Linked DNA regions of Hordeum vulgare: region 2 is linked to region 1. Evidence: chromatin contacts called from public Hi-C data. All regions are on one chromosome and are shown on one strand. The core of a region is the stretch at or near the end of the contact, and the rest is flanking DNA. Distances in the headings are between cores, read along the strand shown. Region 1 holds the start of LOC123442806. Region 2 holds the start of LOC123442807 (tryptophan aminotransferase-related protein 2-like).

Region 1 (2,700 bases), core at 24-2,523:
TGCCGTGTGATACGTCAACACTATGAGATGCGGCAAGATGAGACGAGGAGCTGGAGACGACCGGCGCTGGATGACATATTTTTCTGTCCACGCCTAGCTCAGACAGGAAATATTTCTTGACCTGAGACACGCATGCTTGGATCTGGAACAACTCCAGGGCAGGGGTATGTTCTACTGCAGCACCAACTTGAACGAACAACAGGGCTTGTCATCTGCAGGAGAGAAGCAGGAGCACCAAGGGGGCATGAGGAAACCGCATCAAATGAACAGAGAGAAACCAAAAATTATCAATACATCCATCCCCTTACCCAAGTAAGTACTCCATCTATTCCTAAATACTTGTCTTTTTAAAGATTCAACTATGGACTACATACGGAGCAAAATGAATGAACTTACACTCTAAATTATGTCTATATACATCCGTATGTAGTTCGTAGTGAAATCTCTAGAAAGACAAATATTTAGGAGCGGAGCGAGTATATAGCACATTTTTCTAATTAATTACTGTACAAAATGTCAGAATGCATCTCACTTAATGTCTAGCTGTATGAACTAGTACTAGAATTCAGTAACAACGATCTCCAAGAGAGACACAGGCAAAACAAGCTACAGACGCATGGCTTTGTTCAAACACGAGAACCTTGATGAACGTTAGCATTACCAGGATTGGCATTTCAAAATGACATCTTTCTCCACTCCTAGCTCGGATAGGAAATGTTTCTTCAGCCGAGACACGCATACTTGGATCTGGAACACCTCCTGCATCACCAACTTCAGCGAACAACGGTGCACACTGGATTTTCATCTGCAGCACCAACAGAGCAACAAGGGGTGCGTGAGGAAACCACATCAAATTGAACAAGGAGTAAGAAAAAGAGGGAGAGAGGTGCGGGGAGGAGAAGAGGGGCGAGGGGGGGTCACCTTGACGAGGTCCATGGCGTGGTCGGAGCAGCGGACGAGGGGCGGCCGGAGAAGAAGCAGCCGCTACTCCTCTCGCGGCGCGCGACCTCCGTCGCGGATAAGGAAGCAGCGGCGTGGAGCTCCTGTCCATCTCGCCAATGAGTCCGAGCTCGTCGCCGGCTGCGACGGCGACGACGCCGACGGCCGGAGCAGCAGGAGGATGAAGACCCTGCAGAGGCTGTACCGCGTAGAGCGCCGTGCTCCCCGGCTCGGCTGCCGCAACCGGCACGGGGTCGTGTTGATGTTGGGAGCGCACCGACGAAAACGACGACGACGAAACGGTACAGCGCGTTATCCACTCGAGCTGACGGTGGTCCCCTCTGACGCGCGGGACCAGGATAACGTGGAATACAGTGGAGTACGCGGTACCGCGGGTCATGTATCGTCGGGACTGTGGTTTCAACCTTACCGACTGTATTGACGACGTATTTTCGTGCATCGAGACCGTATTGAAGCATTTCGCAAGTACGAGGACTGAATTGGACAGCACCAGCAAGTACCAGGACTAAACGTGCAATTATCTCTGATCTGGCGGCCTGATTCTCTCGTGTGGTGGGGCGCATGGCCGAGGAGGCCCACCAATGGCTTGTCCATGCGCTGTTGCCGTCCGCATCGTCGGTGCCTGTCCCCATCGACCGTCCGCATCGTCGGTTCCCGTCCTCGCCGGTCGCCTGCATCATCGGTTCCAACCTCCGTCTGTCGTCCTCATCGCCTATCGTCATGGCTGGGGCACGTGCATATACAAGTGTTGCAACCGTCATCTAAAAGAGCTTCAATCATAGACAAAGAAAGCTTCAATCGACTGTGCACAGCAAGGAAAGCTGCAACCGTAGTTGCACTTTGCTACTACCGGCTAATTTTTTTGCTACATCCATCAAGGTTGACCTATGACCTAGCGATGGCTGCGACATTTTTCCTGCAAACGTAGTTGCACTTTGCTACTACAAACGAACTTTTTTGCTACATCCATCAAGGCGGTGTTCGACCTCGCGACGACATCGACGATGATTTTTGCTGCAACCATAATTGGATTTTGCTACTACCGTTGAACTTTTTTGCTACATCCATTCAACGACGTTGAATTACTGGTGGCCGCCGCCGACGCAATTCCGTTTAGTGACTAGCGAGCATCAATGCCGAGGGGCGGCGGAGGAGCTACAACAGTCGCGGGTGAGAGCTGCAACCACAGGTACAGTTGTTGCACGTGTTGAGACGACGACAAGGACAACTGACGAGGGTGGGGACCGATGACGAGGAGGGACGGAGAGGATGTGGACCGGCGACGAGGACGACCGACGAGGGTGGGGACTGGTGACGAGGACAACCGCCAGAGGAGATCGGAGGCGCGGTGACGAGAACCCCAAACGGGAGCTGCGGATCCAACCCGAGGAAGACGAAGTCGAGGAGATTTTTTTGCCTAGATCCGATAATCACATGGCTCGCATCCAACGGGTGGGACATGACCGACGGAAACTTTTCGGCCGGCGCACCGGCGCCTACCAGTCCTTTACGCTCACACACGGTAGCTTTGGTCCTTATCATCTTACAAGATCGAGCAAGTATGCATTATTTTAAGTTGTATGATTTCCTTAACATGTGTTTTATCTCTTCACTTATATATCTCTTGTAACCCTCCTTGGCGGAGTCATCATAAGGCCTATCTATAGGTTACCATGCTCAAAGTTCTCAGCCGCCAGCCCGTCAGGTTACCAGGGAGCAAAAACTGAATCCCTAGGCATC
Region 2 (2,859 bases), core at 113-2,612, 420 kb after region 1:
CCTCATTCCTTTCTTTTTTTGACCGACTACTATAGAGCAAAACACCCCACAACCTTTTCTTTTATTTTATAACACAGATTACAATGTACATGACTAGTCTATTGGACAAACAAAAACACAATGTACTAACCTCAAGGGGGTAAGAATGAAACCCATTTTAACAGGTCATCCCTAAAACTAGCCTTAATTCTATGAGCTAGTAAGGAAATGTCATGCACAAAGTTTCTATTCCATGTGCTGAATCTAGGATGCTCATTTCTGAATACTTTAGCATTCCTTGTAGTCGAGATGTTCCAGCAGGCAGTGAGAACCACTTCAGTGAAGAAAGGTTTTTGGAAATCCCTCCTTGCACCTATGAAAATGTCCCACATGGAGCCCCCCTGCCAGTCAAATTGTAGGTAGTTCCACGCTCTCGTGCTAAACATGCAAGTGAAGAACAAATGATCCATGTCTTCCTTGATCCTTGCATGGCATAGAGCACACAGGTTAGACTCACAAACATTCCAGTGCCTTCTCTCGAGCATGTCCTATGTGTTTAACCTGTCCATGATCAGCATTGAGGAGAAAACCTTGATCTTCATTGTACAACAACTCTTCCAGATCCAGTTAAGTAAAGGATTGCCAGTGATTGGTTTGTGAACATGCATGTATTTTTTTGGTTGAGTACCCTTTTCCATCTTCCCCCCATAGCCAGACATCATTCCTTGAATGATCTCTGTGTAAATTCTGGATTAGGGTTTGCATAGTTTGTAACTCTTCAATAGCTCTTTTAGAGAGTGGCAGATGGAACAAGCTGGTCATGTCATTGCCTCAGAAAGGAGGAAAACCTCTTCAGCAGTGGAAAAAACATCAATTGCAAAAGAGAACAACCTCTGAAATCTGTGTGCCAAGGGTGTGTTGGAATTTTCTACCATTCAAAAATCTGACCAGAAACGAAAAGTGTCACTTTTTTTAAAAGGCAGAAAGTGTCACCTTTGTTTGGTTGTATGGATGTGACAACTCTCAAACTATCTAGCCTCTTGCATATATCTTTCTATCAAAAAGGGTCCACACAAAGTTGTATCTTTTGATACCGTGTCACTAAGCACTAGATTTTAGTGTGACGCTTCCTGTCGGCCACCACACAAAAGGTTATGTCAATAAATTTGTTTCGAACACGATTTACTTTGCGATTTTCTTGTGTGACATATCAGATTTGTCCATTTTACCCCAGATTTTCAGAATTTACTTCACATACATATAGGGGCCGCCTGTAATTCAACAATTGAATCTTTAAACACGCTGTCAATCATCATCCTCGCCGTTGCACACGGAAACAGAAAGAATATAAATAAAGCCGTGCAGTGCAGTGCAGTGCAGTGCAGTCGAGGCACCCAGACCCTGCTCCTCCCTCCACCTCCACCTCCACCTCCCTCTGCGCCACTACGCTGAAGCAGCTGCGCACTCTGCCTGTTCCATCGACCGTTCACATCGCACAGACGCTGCTTCTCTCTCCCAGCCCCACCTCCTCATCACTGCTCCAGTGCTTCAGCTGCTCAGATTCACAGAGCAACAGCAGAGAGAGTGGCAGGGCTCGGGCGTCAGTGAAGTCAGCCTCAGCGCTGGAGAGAGGGAGAGAAACAGGTGGGACTTCATTACTTGCCGTAACTAGTCAAGCAGCTCCGAGGTCCGAGCTCTGAACTGAACCCGTCGGTTTGGGCACCTCCGCTGAATCTTTCTCCCCCAAAAGCCGGCTGATTCCAGCCGATCGAAGAGCCCTTCTCGCCAAAAGACATCTGTTGTTGTTGTTGTTGTTGTGGTTCGTTGTTGTCGTTTTTCTTTTTAGTGGGCTGGTTCTCACACTAGAAAAGGCTTTGATTCCTCCGGGCGTCATGGCGCCGCCCCGGCGCCGCACGGCGGCGGAGTTCCAAGGGAACGGCGGCCTAATGCCGCCGTCGGTGCAAGTGTTCGCTTCTCCCTGCGGCAGCGGCGGCGGTGGCGCGGTGACCACGAACGGCAGCGACAAGTCGCTCCGGGGAAAGAAGCCAAGAGGCGATACCAGCGTACACTCCGCCACCAAGGACACCGGCCGGAGGCGGCCGGCGGGACGCATGCCACTTTGGCTGGTCGGCATCTTTGTCTCTCTCGCATTCAATGTCGCCGCGCTCCCGCTCCTACTCCAGCAGTACATCGTCAACCAGCCGCACCACCACCATCACGGTGTCATCTCTCCTGATCAGCAACAGCACGCCTGCGCCCCGCAGCCGGGCACGAGCGGCGCGACGGCGAGAGCGCCGTCCACCGGGAAACCAGCAGTTACTTCGGATTCGGTTATTAACCTCGACCAGTTAAGTCTCTGTTCCTTGATTCTTTTTTCCCCGTGGTAAATTTTTGCAGTAAAAATACTATCTGTAATTTGACGAGCCGGCAATGGGTCCTCTTCCCCGCGGAGCATGTCCTTGTTCAGTGTCAATGTCAAGGAGGAATGAACTCCGATCTTGGGGCGGTCGATGCCAGATTCATCCGCCGTGCATGCACCTGTCGCCATGATTTTGCTCTCATTTTCGCAACTAGTCTATTTCCGCCATCGAAGCAGCACCACATGAGCTCGAATCATGGTTGATGGCCGCCCGCGCCCGAATCTGTTCCCAATTTCGTTCTAAAAAAACCCTCCGAATCTGTTCTCACCTTTGTTTTTAAAAACCCTCCGAATCTATTCCAATCTCATTTCATATACAAAGTTGCAAACGCGTTTGACATTCGTTCTGTCGGCTGCAGCGGGGACCCGACCATGTTTGAGGCCTTCTGGCGGGAGACCGGCGACGCGGCGGAGCTCGTCATCCCGGGCTGGCAAACCATGTCGTACTTTTCAGACATCAG

Evidence for each region. A called contact is a pair of places that touch in the nucleus more often than the background predicts.
Region 2: a Hi-C map of seedling shows a contact between it and region 1, with 4 times the contacts expected there. The contact joins the promoter of LOC123442807 here to the promoter of LOC123442806 in region 1. A contact is called at or near these places in 2 of 6 Hi-C or Micro-C datasets (leaf and seedling) and 1 of 1 datasets of contacts at active chromatin or transcription factors (embryo).

The regions. Positions count from the first base shown.
Region 1 is chr3H:32,931,035-32,933,734 of MorexV3_pseudomolecules_assembly, forward strand. LOC123442806 reads right to left here and starts at 1,274. Exons shown (of 3, transcript XM_045118955.1): 1 at 922-1,274; 2 at 662-805; 3 at 1-212. The coding sequence starts at 936. The coding sequence ends at 99.
Region 2 is chr3H:33,354,667-33,357,525 of MorexV3_pseudomolecules_assembly, forward strand. It overlaps LOC123442807 (tryptophan aminotransferase-related protein 2-like), which reads left to right and starts at 1,363. Exons shown (of 5, transcript XM_045118956.1): 1 at 1,363-2,326; 2 at 2,758-2,859. The coding sequence starts at 1,872.